4 separate regions of the Mus musculus genome follow, and all the other regions are linked to region 1. The links are chromatin contacts, called in public HiCAR-type, HiChIP or PLAC-seq and promoter capture Hi-C maps. All regions are on one chromosome and are shown on one strand. The core of a region is the stretch at or near the end of the contact, and the rest is flanking DNA. Distances in the headings are between cores, read along the strand shown. Region 1 holds the start of Tapt1 (transmembrane anterior posterior transformation 1). Region 2 holds the start of 9630001P10Rik (RIKEN cDNA 9630001P10 gene). Region 3 holds the start of Lcorl (ligand dependent nuclear receptor corepressor-like). Region 4 overlaps D5Ertd615e (DNA segment, Chr 5, ERATO Doi 615, expressed).

Evidence for each region. Promoter capture Hi-C pulls out the DNA fragments that hold promoters and counts their contacts. HiCAR-type assays count read pairs that join an accessible place to other places. HiChIP or PLAC-seq counts read pairs in DNA pulled down with a chosen protein or histone mark.
Region 2: a contact with region 1 is called in a HiCAR-type map of astrocytes, with 5 times the contacts expected there. The contact joins the promoter of 9630001P10Rik here to the promoter of Tapt1 in region 1. A contact is called at or near these places in 1 of 39 promoter capture datasets (hippocampal neurons), 2 of 115 datasets of contacts at active chromatin or transcription factors (astrocytes and stem cell-derived neural progenitor cells) and 2 of 9 other capture datasets (adipose tissue and liver).
Region 3: a contact with region 1 is called in a promoter capture Hi-C map of erythroid cells, with 10 times the contacts expected there. The contact joins the promoter of Lcorl here to the promoter of Tapt1 in region 1. A contact is called at or near these places in 1 of 39 promoter capture datasets (erythroid cells), 2 of 484 Hi-C or Micro-C datasets (embryonic stem cells and muscle stem cells), 4 of 115 datasets of contacts at active chromatin or transcription factors (astrocytes, large pre-B cells, pancreatic cancer cells and 1 more) and 2 of 9 other capture datasets (adipose tissue and liver).
Region 4: a contact with region 1 is called in an H3K4me3 HiChIP or PLAC-seq map of stem cell-derived neural progenitor cells, with 7 times the contacts expected there. The contact joins the enhancer-like site here to the promoter of Tapt1 in region 1. A contact is called at or near these places in 6 of 39 promoter capture datasets (the 3T3-L1 cell line, cranial neural crest, frontonasal cranial neural crest and 3 more), 1 of 484 Hi-C or Micro-C datasets (LSK cells), 12 of 115 datasets of contacts at active chromatin or transcription factors (T-cell acute lymphoblastic leukemia, acute myeloid leukemia, astrocytes and 8 more) and 1 of 9 other capture datasets (adipose tissue).

The regions. Positions count from the first base shown.
Region 1 is chr5:44,225,242-44,227,941 of GRCm38.p6, forward strand. It overlaps Tapt1 (transmembrane anterior posterior transformation 1), which reads right to left and starts at 1,365. Exons shown (of 14, transcript NM_173764.3): 1 at 1,173-1,365. The coding sequence starts at 1,362.
Region 2 is chr5:45,637,997-45,640,696 of GRCm38.p6, forward strand. It overlaps 9630001P10Rik (RIKEN cDNA 9630001P10 gene), which reads left to right and starts at 1,279. Exons shown (of 4, transcript NR_102378.1): 1 at 1,279-1,540; 2 at 2,293-2,350. It overlaps Fam184b (family with sequence similarity 184, member B), which reads right to left and starts at 1,505. Exons shown (of 16, transcript NM_021416.3): 1 at 1,097-1,505. The coding sequence starts at 1,243.
Region 3 is chr5:45,856,214-45,858,913 of GRCm38.p6, forward strand. It overlaps Lcorl (ligand dependent nuclear receptor corepressor-like), which reads right to left and starts at 1,327. Exons shown (of 7, transcript NM_001163073.1): 1 at 1,134-1,327. The coding sequence starts at 1,284.
Region 4 is chr5:45,281,432-45,284,131 of GRCm38.p6, forward strand. All of the region lies in intron 4 of D5Ertd615e (DNA segment, Chr 5, ERATO Doi 615, expressed), which reads right to left. Among named protein-coding and RNA genes, the nearest start is that of Gm46912, 120 kb to the left of the region's middle. Within about 2 kb of position 1,375, at least 32 of the 459 cell types and tissues checked have an H3K27ac peak or open chromatin away from gene starts, as enhancers often do. A contact at or near this core is called in neural tube and stem cell-derived neural progenitor cells, where this site is marked.

The DNA of each region.
Region 1 (2,700 bases), core at 115-2,614:
ATTGAAGACTTTGGTTTACTTAGGTATTGCCAATTTAGAAAGCAAACATTCCTGCAAGCAAGTGTTTAACTGACAACTAAACCAAATAGAAAATAAAGGGGGAAAAAAAAAACCAAACAAACAAGGCACACAGCTGGTGCCTGAGTTTTCAAAGATATGGAGACTGATGCAAAACTCTATGTCCAATTCTGAGAATTAGCAAGTCTATCAGGATCTATCCACCAGTCTTACAGACTTTTAGGACTCCTATAATTTCAATACCCATAGTGAATGGAGTCAACCTTATAACTTGAACGAGTATTTATATAAGCTGCAGGACCTTATTCCACTGCATTAGCTCAGAATAAGTTGGAAGAAATGTCATCAAGTTGCTGTCCAAGATCTTGGATCTACGATGCAAGAATTAAAATGCAATCACTATTATACCCAATGAAACGGCCAAGCCAAAACTTTCCCTTTTGCTTCCGGGCTTAATAGAACGCTTCAGTGTAAATACCAAAGCTGTTAAAAGTTCTTAATAAGATCCTTGAACACAGGGGATTGTAATATTTTAACAGTATGCTTCAGAGCTTATGGACAGTAGGGCTTAAAAGTGGTACGTATTTTCTTGTGTGACAAACTGTTTCTTCTGGCTTAAGTTTTAGTTTAGGAAAACTCCACATGTAACATTTTAAGGGGTGCCGCACATTTCTGTTTGAGAGAAAACTGCTGAACTTCACGGTCACGACCACACTGTCAGCTGAGTCTACGAAAAATGGATTCGGCGGGCAAGTTAACAGGTTTCCGAGACTCAACTTCGCATAAAACCATAGGGGGAAGAGTCACCTCGGCATTGACATCGCCTAGAAAGCCCTGCGTTTCCCATTTTTGACCTCCTTCGGATGTGGGAGATGCCTGTCACTGTTGAGGCCGGTCGCGAACTCTCGGGGACCGGGGACCGACGATCTCCCGGGCGCACCTGGCTCGGGGATGGCTGCGGGAACGTCGGGCCGCGCGCACTAGCCGCCGGGGTAGCTGTCACCGGCCGTGGGGACATGGGAGCCACCGGAGCCGCGGCCGCTCCGCGCGCAGAGGGAAGGCGCTGGCGTCCCCGCCACCACAGCCCGGTCGGCCCCTCGGTAGCCCGCCGCGGCCTAGTGCCGCCCGCCCGCCCGCTCGCTCGCTCGCCTCACCTGCGCGGCCGCGGCGCTTCTCCCGCCGCCGGTCGCTCTCGTAGAAGCCCAGCGTCTCGGTGTGTTGGGGCGCGGGCCCATGGCCGCCACCACCCGGCTGCTCCGCCTCGCCGCGGCCGGTCCGCTCGGGGCCGTCCGCGCCGCCACCGCCGCCTTCTCCCGGGGCGGCCGCGTCGCAGACGCCCGCCATGTTCCGAGAGCCACACACTGTCCCCGCCACCTCCCTCCAGCCGCCCGCCCGGCCTCCGCCTCCCGCCGGCCCCCTCGCCGCCTCGCCCCGCCCCTCGCCCGGGCAGCCGCCATCCGTAGCCCGCCGGCCGGCGCGCGCCATTGGCGTCAGCGGCGCGTGGGAGGCCGCGGTGGCCGCCGCCACGGCCGCCGCCATCTTCTTCCTGCCGTCGCCGTGGCGCGCGGCGGGCTCTGCGGACCGGGGCGCCGCGCCGGGCTCCATGCCGCCGGGTCGCGCGGTGGGGGACGGTGGGCGGCAGCGGGGCTCGGCGTGGTTGTCCGCGCGGCCGGAGCCCCTTGTGCCCGTGCGGTGGCCGGAGTGCGCCGGCGCGACCCGCCTGGCCTTGGCTGCACGGCGACTGGGGCCGGGCTCCAGCTCTGTGGCTCCCGCCGGCGCCGACCCGGTGGCTCTGCTGTCTTGGCTGCATCTCTCCTGCATATTTATGATCGTCTGTCACATTCCCTGTCCGTGGACAGTGTCCAAAGCCTAGCTCGGGGGAGCGTGCCAACAGGTGGGGGACTCGGCCCGACGGGCAAAGTGCTCGATGCGCCTAAAGCGCCGGGGACATTCTGGGTTGCCTTTCGGGAATAGGGTTATGTGACTGCGGGTGGCAGCCAAGGCGGCCTGGTTCTGTCAGATTGTCACCGCTTGCCGTGAGACTTGTGACCCTTACCCCCTCACTGGTAGTCACGGATAGCCGCGCTGAGACCAACGGATGCTCGCTGGGTGCAAATGAATCCGCCTCAGCCTTGGAAGACCTTCACCTGGGATTCCTACATTCTTGCTGTGCGCTCCTGTAACGCACGCGGTGGCCCCTGGATTGCCTTCATGCCCACTTCGGAATTAACCTGCATTGTGGCAACTTTTTAAATGAGTAGAAGCATAGCAAATACCTCTTCACTCTCTAAACTGCCCTACACTTAAGCCGAGAAGCGATGGAGCAGGCCTAGAACATCCAGGAGAGCCTTAGAGATGGAAAGCTAGATACCCGATTGCAAACTCCGCAACTTTTCTGTACTGTACTGCAGCAAGGCCATTTGACAGTAGGGCGGGATGAAGGGATAGGAGGGTTAAAGAGGAACTTGCAAAGTCCAAGAAATCCCAATCCCAATTCAATGTAAACTTTACATTGTGGAAAACCAAACACTGCAGAGAATATTATTTAAAGTCAGTTTGGTTTTATTTGGTAAAACTGGATCTTAAAAACAGTGCCCTTGACAAAGCTCCAGCATCATGAAAATCAAAAGACACAGAGTTTTATATACTGTAAGGTTTCCTCCAACCTAAGTTTATTATCTG
Region 2 (2,700 bases), core at 29-2,528, 1.4 Mb after region 1:
AAGAATATGAAGAGGCCAATGGGAGGTCAGGAGAAGAAAGCGAGTGCTGTTCTGTTTCACCCTATGTTGGATTCCAGTGTGGTAAGGATGCTCATCCATCCTTCAGAAAAGCAGGTATGGAAAGTAAGAGGAAGATGTTTAGGAAAGAAATCAGAATATGTCATTCATTATACTCTGGGACAAACGCTGGAGCTAGTCTTTACTAGTAGGCATTGTGCTAGGAGTTTGAGACCAAATGGAAAATACCAAGTAAACAATTTAAACTACTCAAACCCTGCAGGAAAGACATCTCTACAGATATGTGGAGGGAATCTGTGCGGAGTTGTTCCTAACCGGGAAATTGCCAGGGATTAACAACCTGCATTGGCAACATCTCAAGTATACATACTGGATATATTCAACCAAGATCCTGAGATGAAGTAGGGATATGGGCTGGCTGACCTCCCAAGGTCTTTTCCATTACCACAAGCATACACAGCATCCTACCCTTTCCCATTTATGATCCAACACATGCCTGTAGTCAGTTTGACAGTAAGTCCCCTGGGCTTCCTTCCAGGTTTAGTACGATGCCACGAAAGACTGCTAGCACTCAACAAATGATTCAAATATTTGTTGAATGAAGGAATTAATGAATCGTGTTTAAATAGGTCTCACATGATCTCCCCAGATATAGAGAATAAAATCACAACATTCCAGGCATGATGGTTTGAAGGTTTGAACAGGGCTGGCAAGGGAACATGATCTCTCTCTCTCTCTCTCTCTCTCTCTCTCTCTCTCTCTCTCTCTCTCTCTCTCTCTCTCTCACACACACACACACACACACACACACACACACACCCTCTAGCCTTGGGAAAGCACAGCCCACCTGCTAAGCAAGCAGGCTGCGGGAGTTTCCTTGGCAAAGAATCCTGTCTGCTGCTTCCAAATGCAGTCTCCAGAAGGTCACTTCACTCAGATACAGAACAGCTTCCTTTGGTCTCTGTGACAAAGTTTGTGGGGATTCAGTGCGGTCCTCCCCTGGGGTGCTTCTACACTCCCACCCCTACTCTGGGTGCCTGTGGCACACAGCTGGTCTGCCCGCAGCACCCCGCCTTACCTTAGTGAGCTGAGCGATCTTCTTGCACATTTTCACGTGCATCTCCGGATCACAGTCCATTCTCCAGCCCGAGCCACCGCGGGCGTCGGCTTTGGAGCTCGCGCAGGTTCCTGGCGGGTGAATTTTGCTGTTGAGGGCAGATGCCATCGCTTTAAGGAGCCCTGCACTGAAATGCTCTGACTCGCGCGCTCTCACCGCTGGCCGTGTGCACGTGCGTTCGAGCACGGGCGTGAGAGCTTTCTCCAGAGAGGTGGCACTGCAGTCCTGCCAGCACAGCCGCGTGGCTCTCTTTCCGGAGGTGTCTCCTTCCCGGGCCCACTCGCGCACCACCTTCCTCTGCTCGTGCTCGTTCGCGAGCTAGCTGGCTCACGGGCACCCGCACCATGCAGCGTAGCGCTGGCGCCTTGCACGTGAGGTTTACCATCTGCGGATGCTTCCGAGAGGGTGCGGGCTATACCTGCAAGAGGACAGCTTCTGAGGGGTGTTGGGGGACAGGAGGTGGGGGCGGTGCCCTGGGCAGGGTTTTTTTTTTTTTTTTTTCCCTTCCCTCTCCTTGGCCAACTGGGTGGCTTGGAGCTTCCAACTCCACTGTGAGCGATCCAGCCCGAGGTGGATAGCTCAGGCCAAGAGGAAGAAATGCTGGCTTTAGTCCCTAGCAGATCGGCAAATCAGAATGAAAATATTAGAAAATCCTGTAGTAGTAGATGGGACAGATGAGAGAGCGGGTCTTATTCCTGCAGCCCTGATGCTTAGAGCGAGGGTGAAGAGAGGAGGCGGGATGCTGAAGGGCAGAAGTGGGGATGAGGGAGCTAACCACTCCGATTCTAGGAGGTTGAGATCTGGAGCTCAAAGTGGGAATAGAGCTGGAACCTCAGAACTACACGGTGGGACTGAATTGGAAGCCCCCCTTCCTGACCTTGGATAGGACCTGCTCAGTGATGCTAGAGATCTCCCCACATCGTCCACTCAAAGGTCACTAGTGACCGAAACTTGGGGGTGGGTTGGGGGCGGGGCATCGCCAGATTTCGGTCTCAGAGTAGGGAAAGAGGTAGCGACAAGGAAAAAAAGTCCTGCAAGAGCTAGAAAGGGTGGTAGTGGGAAAGGAAGTTACAAGGGGCACCAGATGGGTCTGGAAAGTCAAGCCTACCCAGTTAAAGCAAAGGAGCTCATCTAACCTGTGCCATTACCTCAGACAGACCCGAGGCTGAACCTTGTTGCGTTTTGAAGTTGTTGCCCCTTAGACTGGGAAAGCAGGTAGGTAGAGAACCAAAATCGTTTCTGGCTTTTTTTTTTGGTTTTGAACAATGGACTTTGAGAAACAAGACAGAATCCTGGTCAGATTTTTCTGAAGTGGCAATAGTGTCATTATTATGATTTTGCCTGGCTAATATATTTTATTTTATAAACTTCTCGCCCTCCAATAACAATACTCATTTTATAGGTGGGAAAAATTAACTATTTGATCAGGTGATTACAAACGGCAGTTGGGTGTGAAATGGGGACAGTGATACCACAACTGTGAACCCCTGTCTACCTCCCAGGCATTACAGAGCACCCAGAGGAGCAACCAAGAGAACCTTAGGCTTATCCCACAACTCCGTGGG
Region 3 (2,700 bases), core at 77-2,576, 1.6 Mb after region 1:
AGAAAACCGACGCAACCACCCACTCCTAACACCGACCAGCCTCCACTCCCACCTCCTCCCCTCAAAAGCTACCCCGTAACCCCTGCCGAAGCACACCCTCCGCTCGCAGCCCCTCTGTTGCACTGAACCAACCTGCTGGGTAACAGCTGTGGGCACACGTCGCACTCTGAGTGAGGAAAAGCAGCGACCGCAACAAGGTAAGGGAGTCCCAGTACTTCCCGCTACCCGGAGCAGCCCACTGAATGACAGCCGGGAGCGCGCAAGTTTGAAGCAAAACCGATCAGACCCCACCGAAACGGAAAACTGAACTGCATTTGAACAGGAATGGGAGGCGGGGAGGGCTACGCGAGTCCATCACATGACAGCGAAAAGAGGACCGGAGTCGTCGGGGCGTCCTCAAGGAAAGGGGGGGGGGGCGTGGGGAGGGTGCCGTCGCCATAGCAACACCCCCCATCCGTCCAGACTTCCAAAGAGGGAGGAAGAACTTCAAATCCCAACCGTCAGCTCGAGCGGCTCCTTCTTAAAGGGGTACACACAGATCCGAGGCCACTCGCAAGAGGGCAGAGGCGGCCGCCCCCCGCCCCTCAGGCGCCGCCCCCATCGCCCCTCGACCCTCTCCCGCCCCCCGCCCCCCGCCCCGCGAGCGCCCCGCAACCCCTGGTCCCGCGTCCCAGGAACTAGGCAGCGTCTTCGCCGCCAGCCCCAGGGCCGCAAGAAGGGGGTGTGTGAGCGCCCGGCCGGGGGCGCGGACCGGCTCGCCGCTCCAGGGTCCCCTCCGCCCCGGTGGAGAGCCGCGGTGACAGGGGCACCGGCGGGTGGCGACGGGCGCCGAGGAGTTTCGGGGCAGCACGAGCGGGCGGGCTGCTTCCGCGGGGTGCTCGGAGAGTGGGTCCGAACTAACAGTTCCCCGGGAGCTCGGAGCCGGGCAGGCGGGCGGCGGGGCGCGGACCGCGCCGGGCAGGGAGCCCCGAGACAAAAGGCGCCGCCGGGGCCGCCGCGCCGCCGCCGCCGCCGCTCCCATCGCTCCCCATTGAACTGACCCGAACCGGAGCTCCAACTACACCCCTCAGCCACAAACTCCTCCGGCAGCCGCACCGTGGCGCCGAGCCCGGCCCGGCCCGTGTCTCTCTTACCTACACAGTGCATGAGGCGGTGGCGCCAAGAGTCGAGTTCCCGCCGGAATCCTCTCCTCTCCGCCGCGCACCGAGGGCTCCGGCACTGAGCGGCAGCGGCGGCGGCGGCAGCAGCGGCGGCAGCGGCCATTCTCTCTCTTCCCTTGTCCATCTGCGTCCCGCGTCACGCGCCCTCATTTACATACGAGCGGCGCAGGCACGAGGCAGGGGCGCGAGCCCTCGGCGCGAGCCCCGGAGCGCGCGCCCCCCGGAGGGGGGTTGATTGACACGTGTCACTACCTTCCTCCTGCCCTCCCCTCCCCCTCCCACCGCTCCCTCGGGGAGAGGCGGGGAGGGAGCGCGGAGAGAAGGAAGCAACCTGCCGCTTCCGCTGACCCCGCCTCCTTACCCACTCCCTTCCCCTCCTCCCCCCAGAGTTTACTCAGGCAAGCCATACTGCTCCCGCCGTCCACGAAAACCCTGAGCGGGAGCGAGAAACCCGGAGGCCAGCCAGGAACCCGCGTGCTGAAGGAGCGGACCAGCAACGCCTCCCTTCTGCCCTCGCGCGGAGCGCTGGAAGTCCGAAGACTTCATTTCCCAGCCTCCATTGCGTGCAGGTCCCGTAGAGGAGCGCAAGAGAGCGACGCTGTGCCCTCTGGGCTTTGTAGTCCTCTCGCGTTGAGCGCTCTCCTAGCCTAGCCAGTTCGCACTTTTCCAGATAGCAGCTCGGCCCCAGACTTCTAATGTTTTGCCCCCAGTGGGTTTAGCCTCTAACTCCCTCCGCCCAAATGCTTGCTTCCTCGAGTTCCAAGAGGGGAGTACGGTGGAAGCCTCAAGAGTTGGCGGTGCTGGGCTAGGCAGCTCCTTAAGTGCTGGAAACTTTTCAGGGTCAATGTCATCTATCTTCACTTTCAGCGAAAGCGCTTGCCAATCATCCTACTGCATCCAGAAAAGATGTGCGAGGACATCAGTTTTGTGAAGCGAAGAGATCTTGAAAAGCGAGATTAGTTACAAAAATCGGGGGAACTAACCTTGCATGGGATTTAACACTTTGTAATTGTTATAGATGGATCCTGCTCTGTGCTAGAGAAAACTTCCTTGGGGAGAGGAGAATCTTTTGATTAAGTATATACTTAAAATTACTTAAAAAAAAAAAAAAAACTTTTGCACCAGAGCCATTTCTACACTTATGTCAGTATTGTCACAGGGGACCAAGAGCTTGTAAGCCATCCAGAGTTTACAGAGAAGTGCTGTACATTACTGGGCATTTATACTCACCTTTGCGGAAAAAAATATTTTAATTCTTAGGAACTCAAATTCTCAATTCTGTATTGCCCTATCTTGTGGTATAGTCTTATCTATCATTCTTTTTTCTTCTTAGAGTAGTTTATTGCTCAGCGTTTGTTGCATCAGAAGTAAAAATGTAGCATTACATCTTCATCAGAAATTTTCGAATGTGAAGTTTGAAGCCATGTGTTTATGAATATATGTTTGCAATCTTATCATTTGGGAGGCTAGAATAAGGTGATGTGTAGAGTAGAGATAGTCTAGATGGCGGTTCAGAAACTGAAATTTAAAATAGGAGTGG
Region 4 (2,700 bases), core at 125-2,624, 1.1 Mb after region 1:
AGTTCTGGGGTTTGTTTCATTTAGGTTTGGTAGTCAGCATTGCCAAATTGCTATTGTTCAAACCATAGTCTGGTTCTTTTATTTTAAAAATATTTATGCATGTGTACTGAGGAGGGGGAGGTGAGTGCAGTGCCAAGGAAGGCTTCAGATCCCCTGAGATGGAATTACAGACCACCTGGCATGGGAACTGGGAATCCAACTCTGGCCTTCTACAAGCACAGTTTGTGCTGTTACCTACTGACCTGTATCTCTCAGGTACCTCAAAATGTGCTTCTTAGCTCAGGACCCTCTTCAGGAGAGAAGCAGAAATGAATCATTCAAACTTTGTCCCCAAACCACTTAAGGAGAGCCCTGGGGTCTCTATAAATTTTAAACATGGCACTCTAGACTAAAGTTAATTGTGTCTGTTGCCATTTTTTTTTTGCCACAACTAGAAGAGCTTCCAATTAGATGCAGTTGATTCTTAGCTCAAATAACACCATAGCTTCCAAAAGTCTCAAGAGAAGGAAGAAAAATTTGAAAATCCCTATACCAGCCCTAGGTATACATCCAAAGGACTTTGAACACACCACAGAGATCTCTGGGCCTCCACATTTACTGCAGCGCTATTCACAGCAGCCAAGTTATGGAAGCATCCTGGGTATCCATCAACAGATGAGTGGATAGAGAAATACAATATTCCTTATTCAGTCATTTAAAAAATGAAATTTTGTTACCTGCTGGAAAGGGGATACAACTGGAGACCACCATATTGAGCAAAATAAGCCAAACTCAGAATGACAAATATTATGTTGTTTCTCATTTATGGATCATAGAATGCATGTAGAGGCAAACAAACACGCACACACACTCACACTCATACACATACACATACTCACACACATACACACAGACAAGCATGCACACACCGAGGCAGACAAACATATACACATACACTCACATACACACGGACATACACAGAGACAGACATACACACACACACACACACACACACACACACACACACACACACACCATGAAAGCAGATGAGAGACTAGGGGAAAGAAATAAATTAGCGAGAATGACCAAGGGAGGGAGAGAAGAAAGGGGAGGACCTGGAGAATGAATGTAGTCAAAGTTGAAATAAATTTAACTTGAAATAAATTATCTTAATAAACCTGTCACTACGTACAATGAACATACACGAGTGCTGGGTTGGGGGAGGTACTGTCTCATTCAGTCTGCTCCCAGGAGATCCCATTTTCCCTAAAACAAAACCAGACCCTTTGACTTGGCTGAAAAACAAAATAGAAACACCAATCCCCTACCCCGTGTGTCACCTTTCAGCGACAAGTCTCTATGCTCTTTCATCAGTCAGCTGCCCCTCTGCCCTCCCCCCTTCCCCAGCAGGACACTGCCCACACTGGCAAGCGCTTTCCCAGGCTCAGACAGAGCAACCTTTGCTGTCTGCCCAAGCACCATGGAGACCATGTGGAATTTTCTCACTGAAGATACTGAAGTTACTGCAGGAGACTAGGAGGGAACAGGAGCAACAGAAACACGAAGTCAGTCTGACTTACAAGGCATGCTATTCGGATGCTTACCAGAGGCATGCTCTCTGGAGCCAGAATGCCCCCCTGTTCTTGGAGGCCAACATAGTAGAGTTCATGGAAATTGTTGCATCCCTTGTTTTAAAAGGATGCATATACCATGTTTCAAACTCTGTAACAAAGATTATTCCATCTAAATCCTGGATTCTACTATGACCAATTCGCCTAGCTGAAATAATCTAACAGGGTGGGTAGTAATTTACAAAGACGCTCCTTGCTAACTTACTCAGAATTACAAAAAGTCAAAATATAACAATGAATCAAACCCAGAAACATGGTACACAGCAACTAGGCTCAGGATGCCATCACAATAGATACGATTGAAAAATGTTGTACAATAAAAGCTGGGGCTTTTATGATAATTCATGAAAAATAAAACAGAATTTGGATGGTTTCAGTGGAAAAGGCAAGGTGAAAATGGTCCATGTGTTGAGACCAGACATTTTTGAACTGAAGTAAGAGAAATATCACCATGAAGAGGAGGTTAGTAGGTCAGTGAAGCCTCATGCTCTCACTGCCAGGATATCCCGCCCAAATGCATGGCACACATGTGACCATAGAAGGCACACTCTGAAATCATGAGCCAAAGTAAAACGTCTTCCTATTGTTCTCTCAGATATTTTGGTTTCAGATGCACAAAAGTAACTAATAATTGTCCTGACTCACACAGTTCAGACACTACTGCCTTTTCTTGATTTCTTAGCATTAAATGGATTAACTGGGTAAAAAAAGGTCACATTCCCTCATTATTTGAGAATACTACTTTCCTTCTTCCTACTTGACAGGCAGGGTATCCCAGTTAGCTTCAACTGTCAATTTGACACAACCTAGAGGTAATTGAGGCATTGCCTAGATCAGAATAGCCTGTTAGTGTAACTGTGGGAAATTGCCTTGATAGTTAATTGATGTATGAAGGCCCCCAGCCCACTGTGCATGGTACTATGCACATGGTACTAGGCAGCTGTTCTTGACTTGTATTAGAAAGCTAGCTAAACAGGAGCCTGAGTGAGGAAGCCAGCAAGTAGCTCCATGGCACCTTGATGCTCAGATATTTAGAGAGATTCACCTTGTTCAAGGCTGGTGCATCCGTGATGAATGATAGAAGCTGCCA